3 separate regions of the Zea mays genome follow, and all the other regions are linked to region 1. A link is a contact called in public Hi-C data. All regions are on one chromosome and are shown on one strand. The core of a region is the stretch at or near the end of the contact, and the rest is flanking DNA. Distances in the headings are between cores, read along the strand shown. Region 1 holds the start of LOC103650303 (short-chain dehydrogenase ptmH). Region 2 holds the start of LOC103650301 (CSC1-like protein RXW8). Region 3 has its middle 25 kb from the start of LOC109945262.

Region 1 (4,097 bases), core at 818-3,317:
CTAAGGGGATGTTTGGTTCCACTAACTAAAGTTTAGTTCGTGTAAAATCAAATGTTTGAATATCAATCATAAGTATTAAATATCGGGGTAACTAGTTTTAATAAAATTCGTCTCATCTTTTAGTCTTTATAATTAGACTATTTTTAAAATCCGTAATTATCATTCAAACATTTGATGTGATAGGGACTAATCTTTAATTGGATGGAGCCAAACACCCCCTAAGCTTGATCTAACTGTTGTATTAGAGCAACTCCAAGAGACTCTCTACTCCCTCGGGTTTCAAAATACAAGTCGTTTAAGACATCGACACGATATCTAAAATATAGCTTTGACCAATGTTTTTTGTTAAAATACAAATAAAATCTTAATATATTTATACTTTTCTAAAAGTACTTTTTAAGATAAATCTATATATATATGACTATTAGATTTTAAAACTAAATAACAAAACAATTACTAGTAGTTAAAGTTTTATAAGTTTGACTCAAACCTTGTCTAAAACAACTTCTTTTTCAGGATTGGAGAGTATATTCTTTTTCTAATTGATATGAATAAAGATTTTTGCAAAAGAATGTCTTCCAATAGCTTATTTAAATGATTATATAAATATAATCATTTTCTATTCTGGATTTCTCACGGGCTAAAGATAGAAAAACGTGAATAACTCTCTACAGTGTAAATAAGATATAAAAATAACTAGAAAAGTTATTGGAAATTAGAAAGATATAGTATAGAAAATAGTTTTTATATAAATGTCTCTCCAAATGATAATTTAGAAAGTACATTTAGAAAGATTTTTAAGATGCTCTTATGAATTATGCGAACAAATGTCGGAATTGAGGACAGTAATATGTGTTCTTAATTAAAAGGGAGAATATTATAAAAAAAGTTAAGAATAAAGAAATAAAATCATTGAAAGAACAGCACAATTGTTAACGAATGCTGATGTTTTAAGCGTTTTTTCGTTGACAGACAGGTGCTAGTAGTAAAAGAAGATTCATGCTTTGGTTGCTTACTTCATATCAAATGAAAAGAAAAGAAGATGATGAAGATGCAGGGTGGCCGGGTGTGGGTGACTCGTCGGTTATTCGGCGGAGTGGAGAACTGGATCGGCCAACGCAAGAAGAACACGTGCTAGTGATGTGATGAACTAGCGCTGCTTCTTGTTGAGCCCGAAGCGGTTGGCAAAGAAGGCGTCGCGCACCCACGCAGGCGACACGGCGAGCGCGGCGAACAGCAGCGTCATGTTGCCGTAGACGATCTCCCTGGGCGGCCGCGCGCTCATGACCCGGCGCGCCACGTGCCTGGCGAAGACGGCAGCGTCCGTGGCCTTCCCCGTCTGCGACGCCCTCGCGCGCTCCTCGATGGCCGGTGCGAAGTCCCGGTACATGCGCCACTCCTGGTGGGAGGCGAGGTGCGCGGCGTTGGCGCGTCCCAGCCCCGACCTGACGGCCCCCGGCACGACCTTGACGACGTGCACCCCGAAGGGGCGGAGCTCGAGGCGGAGCGCGTCGGTGGCGGCGTGCACGGCGGCCTTGGACGCGCAGTAGGGCGCGGCCCAGGGCGTGGCGGCGTTGCCCACGACGCTGCCGACATTGACGATGCGGCCGGACCCGCGCGCCGCCATGTGGGGCGCCACAGCGCGCACGGTGCGGACCTGGCCCAGGAAGTTGACGTCGAGCGCGCGCGACACGGCGGCGGGGGCCAGCTCCGCGAGCGGGCCCGTGCAGCCGACGCCGGCGTTGTTGAGCAGCACGTCCAGGCGGCCGTGCCGCGCCAGCACGTCGCTGACGGCGGCGCCCACGCTGGCGTCCGAGGTCACGTCGAGCGGGAGCGCCTCCGCGGCCGGCGTGCCCGCGAGGTCGGCGGCAAGGCCGGGGACTTGGTCGGGGATGTCGGTGGCCACCACGCGGCAGCCGAGGCCCGCGAAGGCCTGGCAGTACTCGTACCCGATCCCGCCCTTGGCGCACCCCGTGATGAGCACCACCGGCTGCTGGCCCTCGCCGTCGTCGGTCGCCATGAGGCGGTGTGACTGCGAGTGCGGGTGCGTGCTTGGGAGACCGCCGCAGGACGTAGGCAACTTTGCAAGCAACGGAATGGCGTCCTTTTATGTACGTGCAAACGGACGAGGACAACTATTGGGTTATATTATTTTTTTATAACGAAGATTACATATGGCTAACTATTATTAAGCGTTGGTCAGTAGTATTTGGGGTGTCCGTCGTGAGGAATATACAGGAGGGATATGCCCCGCGTCTGCGTTTTGCTGTCCTCGTCTTCTTGGGAGCTCCGCCCGGTGTTTCTCTTGCTCCGTCGATCTTCCGCGGCGGCCGGCGAGATCCTGCACTGTACTGCCTGAACAACCTGTGCAGGCTGAAGCAGAAGCAGAAGCAGAGGCATTGATGTCTCACACCACAGGGCTGAATCAGACAACACATCCTCTTGACCACCGACAGTCAATCGTTGGCTCCACAGGCTGCACGATGGTTGTCGTTGTCAGAATTCTACAGAGGTTGCGTTGACAGAAACTGCACCTACAGACTTGTTAGTGTAGCGTATAGTACCATCAATGTACTCTTGGTTTTGGCGTGGTGATGTTATCTCTCAGTCAAGTACGCATTGGGTAACCAACTGGTTGAGGGGAGGTTTCAGTTGTGCAGGTAAACTATAGATTTGAGCTTGGTGTTGGTCTGGCTGAACTTGTGCAAGGAGGTTCAGTAATGTCGTTGCCCACCGAAGCACCATGCGCTACTGGTTCAGAAGAACCGGACTATTCGATGGACCTCTAGGTACGGTAACCAGTATCACTTTCTAATGTAGTATCTGGTTACATTAAACTTAAACAAACATGATTTACCATTATCAGTTACTTATCACGTAGAAACATGTGAACCAAACGATACCTTAGATCGGTGAAAGCCTCCTCGGTGTAGTCAACTAGCCTTGGAGCAGAGGGAAGAATGGTCGGATGATTAGAGTTTTTGACTGTAGTGGCTCCCTCCCTCCCTGCTTGGTTCTGTCATAGAATGGGAATACATGCTCATTGCTTGAAAATAACATCCCCAAGAGATGTAATACATGCTCATTGCTTGAAAATAACATCCCCAATAGATGTGCACTCTTCCGGTGGATTGATCAAGGTGGTTGATGTAGACGATGATATTCTCCACCCAGTCTGATTAACCGTGTGGATCCTGGTGTTCACAAGTTTTTCAGCATGCTTTTTGGAAGAGAAGAAAGTTAGTTTTAAATTTACTATAGTGACAAAGCTCGAGATAATGGGATTATTTGTGGGCAGGGTAAGCACATTGTTCCCCCTGGTTTGATTATCCTACAATATGCGGATGACACCATCATCTACATTGGAGATGATTTGGAAAAAGCTAAGAACTTAACGTTGTTATATATATATATATATATGAAATGGTGTCAAGGATGAAAATCAATTTCTTGAAAAATGAGATTTTCGCTATTAATGGACCTGATGAGCTTTCCAATCACTATGCCGAGCTTTTTGATTGTCAAGTTGGCGATTTCCCTATGTGATACCTTGGTTTACCTGTCAGCCCAAGTAGACTTCATATCGTTGACCGGGTAAAGTTAGAAGAAAAAATCGCCAAAAAGTTGGAGGTTTGGAAGGGCAGTTCTATATCTATTGCCGGCAGGATCACTCTTATCAACTCTTGTCTCACCAATTTTCCTATATATCATATGTCTATGTACCTCCTCCCTAAAACTAACTTGAATAACATGGAGAGTAAGAGAAGAACCTTCCTTTGCAAGGTGGCAGTTCCAAGAAAAAATATCACCTGGTGAAATGGGAAAAAGTTTGTACTAGCAAAAGAAAAGGGGGTCTTGGGATCAAGAGTCTGAGATTATTGAACATCAGCCTCTTATGCAAATGGTGGTGGAAGTTGGAAAATGAAAAAGATTTGTGGCAAGATATCATTGGAAAAAGTATCTTCAGAAGAAAATAATTATGAATGTGTCTCATAGAATGAATGACTCTCCTGTTTGGAGTGACCTCCTAAAAATTAAATAATATTATTTGAAAGGGAGGGAGGTCATTACTAAATCTGGAGATAAAACTAGACTTT
Region 2 (4,097 bases), core at 767-3,266, 240 kb before region 1:
GAAGCGCACTGATCTTCATCTCTGCATGTCAAGTGTGTCGTGCACTCTCACAGTCTCTGTTATCTGAAACGCGGCATCATCCTCGATAGCCACGACTCAGTTGCTGCAGGAATAGGTTGGCATTAGCATGTCTAGTTTATTACTTTATTTACAAATGCATAAGACACCAAAAGAACTGCATAATGGTTAACACTGTCTGACAACCAATGCCTAATGGTTAAAACTCATACAAATGGTGTTACTTGGGTAAGATGAACAGCATATATGTTTTGCTGCAACCTAGCACACCTTGGATGTTTAGCTGCCTGTGTGTTTATATGCTTAGCATTGTTGAGTTTGTGATCCAAATTCTGCATATGGAGGCCCGTCGCCGGGAGGCTTAGGCCAGAGCGTATGTTCGAATATATTAGTGACCCTAATTAGGGTCTGTTGCGCGTCGTCATTATTTACTCCTCTTGTAAGCCGCCGTCTACGAACGGCATTCTATAAACACTCCACATATAGTGAAGGTTTCGTCTGTCTGGTGCCCGTGGTTTTTCCATTCGCATTGAAGGGTTTTCCACGTAAATCTGTGTGTCGTGCTCTATGATTTGTTGGTTGATCTACTTCGTTTTTTCCTGCCTTCGTCTGCTAACGAGCATCATAGCAAACTGCAGCTGCAGAAATCCACAAGGGCTATACATAGTGGTAGCAGGTGGACACTGGCCCAGTTTAGTTACAGATCTTGGAAGGACGGTAAATAGTGGTAACAGGTGAAGTGCTAAGCTGATCAACCTCAGCAGCATAAAATCTTAGTTATTTGGCACTTAAACACGAATAAGTACTGTCAGGCATTACTGGCAGGGAAACAAAGGTTGATGCTGACAAATAAGTACTCGGCTGCAGCACAAGGTCTGCATCGACTACAAATTGTAAGATTGAAGCTGAAGTGAGTCGGTCGGTAGTGCACCCAAAATTGTGGATTATTGGCGGTAGCATGAAGAATGAATATAGGAGAGAGGGAGACGTGAAGGCTGAAGAATCGATGAGGGCAGGGGAAGGCCATTACTTTACTCAAGTTGTAGATTCGATTCGGCTGGGGGTTCCATTGATTGATAGGTGGAACAGTCTTGCGTGCGATCATGAGCAACACAGGGCAACCACGCGATGCAGAATCATTGCTTGCTGGCACAAAAAATGTTGCACATTTTGTGGGTGTGTGTGTTTGTGGTGTAAAAAAAAGGAACGAAGGAAACTCGAGTGCCTATTGTCATATTGTGAATGAATGAACGAACGGAGGTAGTCAAAAGATTTTTTTTTAATAGGACAAAAAAACAGCAATCGCGGCCTACCTCCGAGCGTCCGGCGGCCCAAAACCGCCGAGCTGAAGTAGTAGATAGGCAGGGCAGAAGAAGGAAGAAGATTGGAGAGGAAGCGAAAAGTTGCGAGCTTGGGCGAGCGGCGAGCGAATGCGCGAAGGGAAGAGGGAGCAGGCAGAACGGCATGAATCGAAGGGGAAGTAAGTAGTACCGAACTAGTCGAAGAGCAGGCAGGTGGATTCGGCGCGGCAAGCGAATGCCACGGCGGCCGGAGTAGACTAGTAGTAGTAGTAGGCTAGTAGCAGCAGGAGGAGACGAGGAAACGGAGATGGCGTCAGTTACCTCCGGGTGCGCAAAGGGCGGGGCGTTGCAGGAACCCGGCGCGGCGATTCCTTCCCGGAGAAGCCCTAGTAGAGCAGAGCATGGTTTGGTTTGGTATTATGAGAAAGAAGAAGAAAAGAGAGAGCGGGAATAGATACTGTACCTCGGGCTTGAGGAGGGAAGCGTAGCGTGAGTGCGGCGATGGCGAGGAGAGGAGATTAATGGATGGACTAGCAGCAGAGGAGAGCAGAGAGTCCGGAAGGGGAGAGGGAGGGAGGGAGGCGGAGGCGGTGCGAACAGAACAGGAATCCAAACCAACCTGGAGGAGAACGAGAATCCTTGCCTTGGCCCTTTTGCAGGGAGAGAGAGAGCCCAGGGAAGACGAGACAGCGAAGGGAGTCTGTTTTTTTTTATACATGTAATCTTGTTTCTACTGCAACAATTTGGTAATAAACTAATTATATAGCAAATAAAGGTGTGGATTCATTAAAGCATATAATTAAGTAAAAGCAAACGAATTCCTTATGGTGCCTGTTCAAATCTCTTGGTAATAATCAGTTTGCGTGTGTTTGGTTGTGGGTAGCCTGGCTGATCGTATATGTTGACTAAGTGTCTGTATATGTTTGATTGATGCCATCAGGTGGTATGCGTGGTGTAGTTTACGTTTTTTTCAGAGGCTTTTACCTATATGTGGATACGTGTGAACGTATGTGTTTGGCCAGGCTCCGGCGAGCCGTGCTGCACACATATATCCATCATTTTGGCACCGTGAAAGTTGTGAGTAGGCAGCACGTGGTGGGCGCGGTTTGGCGCGACGGCGCCCACAAGCAGCGGCCGCGGTCCGCCGACCTGTCGACGCGTAGGCATGGAAGATTGGAGAACGATGACGGCACGACGAGGACCAGCTCAGCTCAGCTCACGGAAAAAAAGCAGTAGTAGCAGGCAAACCACCACAAGAATTACGGCCACGACAAACTAGACAGCGACCCTTCCTTCCTTGCTTCTTCATCGACTGCTGTCCAATTCCGTCCATCCACTCGTTTCTCCACAAAATCAAATCCCACCATTTGTTACCAACGATATTTAACTCCCGTGCCTTCACACAGTCGAAAAGGCAGGCCTCGCCCGGCCCGTATCAACACGTAGGATTATTTATCTGTTTCCATTTTACATTGTTAGAGTAACAAAATCTGTGTATCGGCTGTTTTAGATCAATACCTGCCATATGTGTCACGTATATAAGGTTTATCGCTATACAATCGTAATGTGTGTATCGCCTGTTTTAGATCAATACCTGCCATATGTGTCACGTATACAAGGTTTATCGCCATACAATCGTTCGTTTTTTTGGCAGCCTTTAAATGACAGATATTATAATTTACTAGTACAATGCCTCGACGGCACACAAATTATTCAATTTTAATATATATTAGTTGCACACATTTTACATATAAACATACATGTATTGAAAACACCTACATCATGTATAACAACCAACAGGACGACACACAAATTTATTCGATAAAATATTAGTAAAACATATACATAAAAAGACGCAACACATATTACCATCAATCACCCAAACAACCAATAATATTAATCTGATACAAACCAAATTAAACTATTGTAGACACCATCTTATCAAGCATCACAAACGGAGTCACGAGTTCATGCTATTGTTTATGTAAACAACAAAATTATTCAATAATAGCACATACACTTTGTTTACTGGTGTCCTCAACAATGGACACAAAAAAGCAAAAGCCACAAAATTCTTGTTCCTAATTCCGGGTATTTTCCAGATCACCCGGCTTTATCCCTTAAATCCGGGTGTTGACACTATCTTTATGCACTCTGTTATTATATGTGTTGTTCTTTCTTGCCGCACATATAAGACGCACCCGGCTTTGTCCCTTAAATCCGGGTGTTGACACTATCTTTATGCACTCTGTTATTATATGTGTTGTTCTTTCTTGGCGCACATATAAGACGCACGCGGCTTTGTCCCTTAAATCCGGGTGTGACACTTGAGCCCCTCGGGCATCCGAAGGTACCAGTAAGTCCCACTAGGGGTTATGAAGCTTGTTTTAGGCTCATCTTCCTTCTTCATCCAGATTTGATGATAGCCTGAATAGCAGTCCAATAAACTCATGAGCTCCGAAGTGGCTGCTGCGTCCACAAAGAAGTCTATTCTTGGCAAGGGGAACTCATCCTTTGGGCATGCCTTGTTGGGATCCGTAAAATCAATACATATCCTCCACTTTCCATTGACCTTTTTCACCATCACAGTATTGGCTAGCCACTCTGGATATGTCACCTCTCTGATTACTCTGGCACTCGGTAGTCTTTTGACTTCATTTCTTGCACCTTCGACTTTGTCTTCGGACATCTTCTGAAGTTTCTGCTTCCTTGGTCTAATAGCAGGATCTACATTGAGTGAGTGTTCAATGACATCTCTGTTGACACCACAAAGATCGT
Region 3 (4,097 bases), core at 1,164-3,663, 170 kb after region 1:
TGTTTCCCATTTCTCTCAGTGGATCAGATCTACTCGTCATCAGAGTTTTACTTTTAGTTACGGATTGATATTCTAGGGACTTAGAAATCGATCCTAGACAGTATAGATTCTAACACTTAGCACATGTTTCCTTATTTTTTCCATATAGTTTTATTCAAACTTCTATCGTGTATTGATATGAAGCTTGAATTCAATGCAAATGTAGTTTTTTACGGTTTTACTTGATTTGGGGATTTTGTCATACCGAATTTTTGGCCCCCGATAAATTTTGGTCCTGCATCCGCCACTGATCTCTTTATTGGTTAATCTGACAACCATAAACGTTTTATGACTTTGCTTTGTCTTGACACAAGATTCGTGATAACTCCACATACTGCCACCCACTCCTGATGTAACTCCAAACGGGTTTTGAGATCTAAACCATAAAATCATCATCCGGTGATTTTGACGTTGAAACCAAACCACTCTGGAGTAGCATATCCTCTACGCTCACTCCATAATCTTGACACGTGTCACCTCTAGTTCTCGATCGTTCGATCACCAAGTCGTCCAACGCTCCCGCTTGACTTTGTCAACATAGTCTACTACTCCATATATACTTGTATTTGCTGTTGTCCTGAAGTGTCAGACATGCACGGTTAGTATCCCGTCCAGCTTGGTCCCCCAATCTATCGGGACAAGCCTGCTTTGACCTTCACCGTCGATTGTGTTTATGCTATACATATCTACGTATATCATAAGCCAAAAGACATGTTATATTACACCACATTGACGTTAATGTTAGTCCACAAACTCAACAAAAACCCGATTGTATCATTAACAATCACCTGAACTCTATAGACACGTCTCAACTAGTCAACTGATTAGGATCGCAATCTGCTAGCTAGGCGCTCACTACCGGAATTTGGCTCTTTGCCGAGTGTCATATTCTTTGCCGAGTGTTTTATTTCGGGTACTCGGCAAAGAGCTCTTTGCCGAGTGCCACGCAAAAAACCCTCGGTAAAATAAAACACTCGGCGAGAGAGAGGTTGCGAGTTCGAATCTCACCATTTACAAAACATATAAGTTTGATTCAAAATAATAGTGAAAAATGATAGGGCAACAGGTAAGGTAATAGGGTAGGGTTGGAGAGTTGTTCCTAGAATTTAAAAAATGTTTTGCTGTTTTTTTTAAAATTTTTCGATTCTTAATTTGCCGAGTGTTTTTCTTTGCCGAGTGCTTTTTGACACTCGGCAAAGTCTTTGCCGAGTGTCCGAAAAAAAGCACTCGGCAAAGAACCATTTGCCGATGAAATCTTTGCCGAGTGTTCTTTGCCGAGTGTTACACTCGGCAAAGCCTTTGCCGAGTGTAAAATAGCTTCTGCCGAGTGTTTTAGACACTCGGCAAAGAACGCGATTCCGGTAGTGGCTGCAAAGCCTGTGACCTCGTGTCTGTATCTGAAATTCTCTGAATGATGCAGAATGCATGCAGCTCATTCGCTGTTGTGCTGTGCAGTGCAGGCATCACAGCATGCACTGGAGACGGGAGAGTGCCGGCGATGAGGGATGGGAATGGATCTAGCGAGGTCTGGGAGTGGATGCCTCAGGATTAGGGGGATACAGTAAAGCGGCAAGCGGAAGCCTTTTTCTTCTTCAGCTGCTGGCCGAGAATCTAGGCGACCGGGGAGATCTGAAGTCCCAGATCCATGTTTCTGCAGGACAGTGAGGATAAACTGATCGAGAGGCGATGTTTGTGCCAGGTGTCCACACAGCAGCTAGCAGCTCCTTGCTTGGGAGCTTCCCTCATCTTTCTCATCTTCACTTCAACAGGCTACTTGCTTGCCTTAACTTTGGATGATGAACTTGCCTTGCAGCAGAGGGAGACAATCATATCATATATATATTATAGTTCTGAATCTGTGAAAAAAACAAACCAGCCATAACATGAGTTGTTTCAGCTACACAAGATTAAAAAAAAGTCCAAAGTTACAATCGGCAAGAAAAAAAATGTCTTAATTACCTCGTTGATTGAACTAAGTTCACGGTAAATTTAATGGCATATAGTATTATAGTCTTCCAAGGATTGACTATGACCAAGCAAGAAGACGAGTGCAATACTCTTTTACTTTCCTGATAGTTTAAGTTTTTTTTATAAAAGTTGTATGAGCTGATGAAGAATTGAAGTGTTAAATGTGAAGTACAGTTAGATCATGATTAAAAAACTAGGAGACTCGTTTGCACCCTTATATATCTAAGAAGATATGCGGTTGTTCCCCTATATAAATAACTATAAATAGGTTTCATGACAAACAGGTGAGTTAAAAAATAAAAAGGGTTAAGAACGCAAAGCCGAACATTTATCTGGTGTGGATAGCAGACTAGGCCGGACTCGTTAAAGGCCCCCAACGACGACGACGCAACCTCGCATGCAATTGAAAATGCTACGTCCAGGGCCCAGGGCAGCCGCTTCTTCCACGGCAGGGTCCACTGGGCCGTCCTAGCTACGTTGTCTGATGATGTCGCCCAAGGCCAATGACGTACAGCGACGTTAGAAAGTTCCATGCACTGGGTGCAAGTAGCACAATATAACAAACAAATATAACCAGAAAGAGGGCATTATGCAATTTAATATAAACCAATAGCACTAAGAAATGCTATTAGACGTCACGAATGATAAATGACCATAAATAGCCAACCCCTGTTGTGCAACAAGTCTTATGTACGAACATGCAAACAACCTTTAAATTATGGTTTAACCGTAAATGGGAACATATGTATAGTAGTGAGGTGGGTGTAGAACTGACTAGAGATAGGGGTAGAGATAAAGAATTTGGAGAAGAGAATAATGATTTTTTCAAGTAAAAAGTGTCTACGGTTCTCGACTGCGGACAAAACCAATCGAACCAATCAACTCGTTTATCAATTTCTTTACTTTCTTATCCTAGAAGTAGCAAGTAATGTAACCTTATTTATCTATATCTTCACCTCTCTACGACTCTACGTCATCTAAAGACGCCTTGAGTGGCCTGTCGATCTCAAGACAAACTCTAGGATCTCTCCCCCTGACGAGTCCCTCCTAGAGGCGAGATCCAGGTGTCATTGGCGAAGGCCTCCGCCTTGCGCACGCACGGACCATCTGGCACGGCACAGGAAACCCGCTCCTGCTGTCTAGGTCATGGACCGTTTGACCCTAAGCCGCGGACCGTCCGCGTCGCCGTAGAGAGCCCACGCGAGTGAAACAACTCTCAGTAATTGACGCTCAGATCTACCCGCATCTCGTCAAACAATTCAACTAATGAACTAGATAAATTTTATCTGGAGTCCATGATCTATATTCTCATTATCTCCTCAACCCTAGCATTCATAATTAAACGTGGGATGATGATGCCCTTAATCAGTCATCAGGAAAGAAACATTGGGAGCAACAATATGTCAGCAAAATGAATTTAAGCAACATAAAAAAGAGAATGGAATTATATAATGTTAACTTGCCTTGCAGCAGCAATATGTCAGTAAAATGATTTAACATAAACTTGGTTCATTTGCTCTGAAGTTGATGCCCTCAAGGCTATTAGGGGCAGCTTGAAAGATCCACATGAAAATCTTAGCAGCCGGAGTCGGGGAGATCCATGCATGGGAAATTGGTCCCAAGTTATCTGTTAGACCGTGTCGCATAAAAATAAAGTTTATAAATCCAAACTGAGAGACTACGCCATTTTGTCAAGTGGGATAAGGATAAAGACAATGATAAGGAAAATGCTAAAAATGGGTACGAGGGTGGTGAAGATGGACCCTGCCTCAGCCTTCGTGGCTGACGAGGTGCGTTCTGATAAGAATAATAGATTACAAGTTCATTTTTTTCATCAGTCATGATATATTCATAGTTCATGGCATTAGACAGAGGCTGGAGAAAGCTAATCTTGTTGATGATATTGTGGATTTCTATCGTGTAACTGCTAACCAAGCTGAAAGATACTTAACTTCTTATCAAATAAGTACCCAGATGGTTCTATTTATACCATATCAGGTAAAAACTCAAAGTTTTTTTTAATAAGGGGATTCCCTATTTCTATTACTTTCATAATAGAAATACAGTACCGACGAAGGCAGCATCCAAAC

Evidence for each region. A called contact is a pair of places that touch in the nucleus more often than the background predicts.
Region 2: a contact with region 1 is called in a Hi-C map of tassel, with 3 times the contacts expected there. The contact joins the promoter of LOC103650301 here to the promoter of LOC103650303 in region 1. A contact is called at or near these places in 6 of 25 Hi-C or Micro-C datasets (ear, leaf, tassel and 1 more).
Region 3: a Hi-C map of ear shows a contact between it and region 1, with 6 times the contacts expected there. The contact joins the enhancer-like site here to the promoter of LOC103650303 in region 1. A contact is called at or near these places in 3 of 25 Hi-C or Micro-C datasets (ear, endosperm and tassel).

What each region holds. Positions count from the first base shown.
Region 1 is chr3:107,621,242-107,625,338 of Zm-B73-REFERENCE-NAM-5.0, reverse strand. It overlaps LOC103650303 (short-chain dehydrogenase ptmH), which reads right to left and starts at 2,067. Exons shown (of 1, transcript XM_008675909.4): 1 at 913-2,067. The coding sequence starts at 2,020. The coding sequence ends at 1,151.
Region 2 is chr3:107,856,864-107,860,960 of Zm-B73-REFERENCE-NAM-5.0, reverse strand. It overlaps LOC103650301 (CSC1-like protein RXW8), which reads right to left and starts at 2,016. Exons shown (of 12, transcript XM_008675906.3): 1 at 1,783-2,016; 2 at 1,641-1,705; 3 at 1-103. The coding sequence starts at 19.
Region 3 is chr3:107,448,752-107,452,848 of Zm-B73-REFERENCE-NAM-5.0, reverse strand. No RefSeq gene overlaps it. Among protein-coding and RNA genes, the nearest start is that of LOC109945262, 25 kb to the right of the region's middle. Within about 2 kb of position 2,413, at least 15 of the 20 cell types and tissues checked have an H3K27ac peak or open chromatin away from gene starts, as enhancers often do. A contact at or near this core is called in ear and tassel, where this site is marked.